Linked DNA regions of Mus musculus: region 1 is linked to region 2. A link is a contact called in public HiCAR-type data. All regions are on one chromosome and are shown on one strand. Each heading gives the region's core, a stretch centred on a gene start, on an enhancer-like site or on the middle of the called end of the contact. The rest is flanking DNA. Distances are from core to core; before and after follow the strand shown. Region 1 has its middle 200 kb from the start of Gm35023. Region 2 has its middle 70 kb from the start of Gm35023.

The links. HiCAR-type assays count read pairs that join an accessible place to other places.
Region 1: a HiCAR-type map of fibro-adipogenic progenitors shows a contact between it and region 2, with 2.7 times the contacts expected there. The contact joins two enhancer-like sites. A contact is called at or near these places in 1 of 15 datasets of contacts at CTCF or cohesin (embryonic stem cells), 11 of 484 Hi-C or Micro-C datasets (embryonic fibroblasts, embryonic stem cells, myocytes and 4 more) and 1 of 115 datasets of contacts at active chromatin or transcription factors (fibro-adipogenic progenitors).

Annotation. Positions count from the first base shown.
Region 1 is chr1:185,821,139-185,823,994 of GRCm38.p6, forward strand. No RefSeq gene overlaps it. Among named protein-coding and RNA genes, the nearest start is that of Gm35023, 200 kb to the left of the region's middle. Within about 2 kb of position 1,298, at least 5 of the 459 cell types and tissues checked have an H3K27ac peak or open chromatin away from gene starts, as enhancers often do. A contact at or near this core is called in fibro-adipogenic progenitors, where this site is marked.
Region 2 is chr1:185,687,147-185,690,005 of GRCm38.p6, forward strand. No RefSeq gene overlaps it. Among named protein-coding and RNA genes, the nearest start is that of Gm35023, 70 kb to the left of the region's middle. Within about 2 kb of position 1,550, at least 3 of the 459 cell types and tissues checked have an H3K27ac peak or open chromatin away from gene starts, as enhancers often do. A contact at or near this core is called in fibro-adipogenic progenitors, where this site is marked.

The DNA of each region.
Region 1 (2,856 bases), core at 48-2,547, 130 kb after region 2:
CAGGGCTGATTAATTCCCTTTTATCCTAAAAGAGCATACGGACTTGCCGCCCTTTAAGGAAACTGCTCTCTGAATCTGTGTCAGTACTGCGGTATCCGTTGAGTGTCTCTCGTCATCGGGAATGGAGAATGTACTGTTATTGCTGGGCACTGGCTGAGTCCCTTCAAGGATTAGGTACTGATTTCCTTGAAACATTCACTCCAGAGGATCCAGAGGATCGCATGGAGCCTCTGCTGCTTCAGCCTTGGAGTTTGTCCCTTACACAGCATGGTCTTTGCCTATTTCATAGTCTGTCATGAAGACATATACATGTCTGGCTGGGCAGTCATCCAGAATACACAGAGGAAATTGACAAAGATGCATGAAACTATTGCGTTACCTAGAGAGAGCTCCCAGGTGTCACTCCTGGAGCATAGACAACTGGTACTCATTAAAGACATGACTGGGTGATTAGGTGAGTGGGTACCTGAAGTCTTCATTTCCAGCCCACAGAAAGGTTAAACTATCCTTTCTTAACAGTTCACATGATGTTGGGCCTCCTCTTCTCACTGGTCACAAGATGTATATTTAGAATACCACCACATTGCTAAGGGAGTGATTTGGTTGTTACAACAATGAGATAAACCTGCAAGATTCACCCTGAGGAGGGGGAAGGCAGGTGGAGGGGAGGCAGGTTTCATTCCACTACCATTGCTGGCACCTCTGTCCAGCTGCTGTTGTCTAAAGTGAACATAGCATTTAACATAGCTCATATACATATACCTGTATCCAATGCATATAGCGAAGTCTGAGGGCAGAGCTATGTGCCACATGTTCAGATGGCTACAGAGCCCCCACTTCTTTCTGTCATATTTGAGGAGGACACTCTTATTTATCACTGGTTTTACAACCAAGGAGCAAAGAGTCAGTACAGTCAATTCTGCCACAGTCACTAAAAATTGAAACCTAATTGTCAGAGCTCACCTAAGGACATTTCCAGCACTGACAATGGCCCAGAGTTGTTTATGTGGCCTGGGAGGTACCTAACCCAGATGAGTCACTCGCATTTAGCTTCTAAGATTTGGCCAATTTCTCTATTTTAGAATCCACAAATATTACAGTTTCCACGAGAAACCTCAGAGGTCCCATCCCTGGCTCAGGAGAGGTTTAGCACACTCCACCCAAGAGTCTTCCAGTACTAGGCTTCATTCATTTTCCAAAACTCGAGCATGTTCTGTTTATTAGCCCACTGCACATCATTAAAAGAAACCCACACAGCAACAGTTAGCTGATTCCTAGCCATGCAGGGCTGCAGCGACCTTGACCTCATCTGCCTCCCATGCTCTTGGATTTGATCAATTCCCAGAACCCGACGTTCTGTAGAGAGGCCTCTGACTCAAACAAACGAGGGCGTTTCGATGGCCTGTTTCCACAAGGAATTAAGTGCTCTCTTTGGATGTGTCTCTTGACATCCATTCACTAAGCCTTACAAAAAGAAAGTTTCCAGGAGCAAGTAGGGTTTACGAAATAGTCAAATGCATTTGATGTGCAAATAAAGGCTGTGCATGTAAAACTGGAGGGAGCCGGAGCAGAGGCTGGACATTGGGACATTTTCTTCCATCCTTTGCTCCACAGTATTTGAGCATTGTGACTTTGGGGGTTGATTCTGCTCTGAGAACCAAAAGCAATGCCTTTTGATGGAAGGTAACAGAGCTGCTGCCAGTCTCTAACACCCCTCTGTGATTCCCTTCATCCTTGAGGGATTGGATCGAGATCTGGGCTGGAGAAAGGGAAAGGTACACCTGTTGCGAAGGAACCAGAATCTTGGAAGAGATCTGGCAGAAATAGCCAGTGGTGACTCAGGAAGGCTAGCACTCAGCAAGGGCACTACAGAACTGAATTAAAGGGCCCACAAACTTCGGTTTCCACATGTGTTCTTAAGGGCTTCCTCCCTCTTTCTAGTCCTAAATATGTTTAGAGCCAAATCAATTTGAGCTCTGGCTTTGGGTTTGTGACAACAGGGTAGTCTCCTTGAAGCATCATCGGACTTGGGAAGCATGCAAGTAGAAGGGATGTTCCTGTGTGCCTGTGACACAGCAGCGAACACTTATTTCTGTGGCGTGTGATGGACTGAAGACTATCACACAATAATTAACAGGATAAGAAGGAGCTCTCCTCACCTTTCATAACAAACTTGCCTTAATGGATAGCTATTAGTCTCTATTCGTTTATTCTAAGGCCTCGTTTTCCATAAAAAGCAAAAGGACTATGACCCCCATAAAGGAAGAGGTGCCAAAGGAGAAAGTACTTTGTCCTAAAAGTGTAGTGATGTCGATGGGAACTCTTCTTCATGTGATTTGATGAAATTCCTGGAATTTCACCTTGGCAAGTCAGCCCATCAACAAACATGCTGAGTTAAGGGTAATTTTCTTCAGTGTCCCTCACACTAGGAAGTTAGCACATAGTAGATCCTTAAGAATTATCTTCCTAGATGCTACATTGTGAAGTCTGCAGTGTTTTTATTTAGTTGATGACCTGGAATTTAATTGTTCACAGTAGGCTTGAGGACAAAAAGGTCCAGCAAATGGTAGGTTGTTGACAAAGATGTCTTCCAACAATTTTTCCCATGCCTTACACAAATGGTATATTGCCATCAAGATGAAGACTAGTTCCCTACCTATGGACTCATAGGTAACATTTTACAAATTGTTTTGACTAACGCAATGCAGTGGGAACAGTTTTCTGAAATTTCTGAAACCAGCTTGAAAAAGACTTACAAATTCTGTTTTCATTCAAAGTGTATATATCTAGAGATCACGGAAAAAAGTTTGTGTTAGACTTGTTGGCATGTTGGCACGTGGAGTAAGGGAGGCTCAA
Region 2 (2,859 bases), core at 300-2,799:
ACAGCAGCAAATTATTGATTTCTAGCTGTTCACATCTAGAACGGATGTAGAACTAACAAATCAACTCTTCAGAAATGCAAAGAATGGGTGAGCACCTAAGCACCCTGGCTGCTGTGACAGAGGATCTGGGTTCAGTTCTTAGAACCTACACGACCGTTCACAACCATCTGTAACTCCCGCTCCAGGGGACTCCTTGTGGCCTCCTCCTGGATTGAGTGCAGGTGGCATACAGAAATGCATGCAGGCAAAACACCCATACACAATAAAAATAAAAATAAAAATAAACTAAAATAAAGAAACAGCTATCTACCAATGGATGGATTCAAGAAAAACATGCTGAGTGAGGCCAGAGATGGAAGGGGCACAAAGGTTTTCATGTTTTTGAAGTGAATTCCTTCCCTCCCTCCTAGTTGCTGGCCAGGGCATCACAGCTTCAGCTGTGACAATCCCAGACTCTGTCATTCTGCAGTGGAATTACTCAATTCAGTTTTCCTTTAGTCAAGATCCACTTCCTCGGAGTTCACAATGCCTCTGGCACAGGGCTTAGATGCTAAAGATACATAGCTTTGCAAGGCTCTCCGGGATCCTCCGGGATCTCTCAGATTGTGGGGGAAATAGGTATCTAGCATTACGATTTTGAAGCAAGTATTTCTGGTATGTTCTCATAACTCACAGAGCCAAATCCAAGGAGCTGGTGTACACAGCCCATCAGATATGGTGCTGGAATTTTCTCTTCACTTCGATGCCCAGACTTTCAGTCAACATCTCTATAAGGTGGCATGCTTCCTATGTTGCTAGGCAACATTAGTAGGCAGAAATTACCCCTTAAAAAGTATTTGGACTGTGAGGAACTAAAGTATATGTTTTAAATGCCCGCAGGGGTCACTGAGACCAAAAAAAACAACCCAAAATGCAAAATCAAGGCTCAAGACAATCTTTCTCATAAAATTGGTCAAAGATGGAAACCATTTCTTAGTTCTAGAAACAGAGAGCTGACTTAGAATAACTCTTGGTGATTTAAGGGGAAATGGAAAGATTAAAACAGAATAATAGAGGGCGGTAATACGCCTGTATGAATTCACCATTACTTTGTTATATTTGTGTGTGTTAACAAGATATTTTAAATGATAACATTTTACACTTAAAACAATGCATGTGTGTCTATGAATGGTCATGTGTGCCGGCAAGCCCACGGAGGCCAGAAGAACGGTCTGACAACGGGGTGGAGTGGGTTTTCAGACTGGAGCTGAAGAGGGATACAAATATAACAAGGGGGTAAGGAGAGCCCAGCCCTGTGACCCAGATGCCCCGCTGAGAGAGAGGGGAGATCAGGGAGGTAGACGCAGTCCTCTTGGTATAGAGACGTGCAGCACTTGACTGCGGTACAGTCTCGGGCTCGTGCGTATTGTTATTTCCGCAATTGTGTCATGGGATAATTCTTGGTCAAGTGACTCTTGTTCAGAAGTGCCAGAAAGATGTTCCCAGTCTTATTCCAGGGCTTCCATCAGTTCTCATTTAATGGAATCATGGAAAACAACCAAATGTGAACCCAACCCCCTGTGACCCACCTACTGGAACCCCACCCCGCTGCGTACCCTCAACTCTCACAGCTCTTCCAGAAAGGACAACAAACAGGTCAGCCAACATGTGGACTCTATAATCTCTGCTATTTTAACTTTTTAAAGACTCCTCGTAACATTGGCAGGCAAACTGGAGCTCTGTAAGGATTCTTCTGGTTGCAAAACACATAGGCGCTTTCTCCTGACCAGAATATTGTTTTTCCATACACAAATGACTTTTCTTTGCAAAATGTGCTTAGGGCAAATGTCCAATAGCAAACAAATTCCCATGCTTTTGTGCCCACAACTTTCCCCCATGAAGGTAAATCATTTAACACAAAAGCCAAGCAAGCTTAGGGGATTTCTCAAACTCTCCTTGCCAGTCTGGTTCCAACGTATTTATTAACAGAATGACGATTATTTAAGGTTAAGTTGGTCCCATTAAATGATCACAGAAACATAACATTTCCTACACTAAAAATACATTATATATTTTGTTTTTACTCAAGGTCAATTTCTTCATCCTAATAGACTAAACTGTGATCTTTTACATGAGCCAACGAATTCTTTTTTCAGCTCAACAAAACTGGTGCAGTTCTTTATTTTAGGCTTGGAACCGGCTGTTGTAATTTCTACCATGTACAACCAGAGAAAGGTCTTGAATTATCATTGGTCATGTGTCATTGCAGAGCTTCATGCAAGTTCAGGGTGAGTCGTGGCAGGAGAGCAATATGCTTGATAAGTCACTGACCGTCTTCCTAGTTAAACTGTGGCCATGGCTCTGGTCCCCTTTTGTTTAGTTGACAAATTTCTTGCTGGTGGTCACCAAGAATCATGGCTGCCACAAGCTGACCCTTTCAAGTATGATCTTGTATCAATGTCCGTCATTTCCTTTTTCTAGCAAGGAGGTGGATTTATACTGAGCCATCTCTCAGAGACAGATTTGCATTTCAAAATGGTGTATGAATCAAGACGGCCTAGTGTGTGCTTCTCCAGAAAGCACTAGTGTACCCAGAGTTTTAATCCAAGAACAATTTTTGCTTTGGGATGAGTATTCTAGGAAGGAGTCCAATTTCTGAATGAATGATTTAACCTAATAGTAAGTTATTGTGGTTTCTCGTTAACTCTTAAAGCATCCTTTATGCATATGTACAACTACCATACACTCATACTGCTTCATGAAGCAATGAGAGGCTGGCAAGATGGCTTGGTGGGTAAAGGTGCTTGCTACTCAAATGCCATGACATGAATCTGATCACAGAAATCGGCTTAAAGGCAAAAGGAAAGAACCAACTCCATA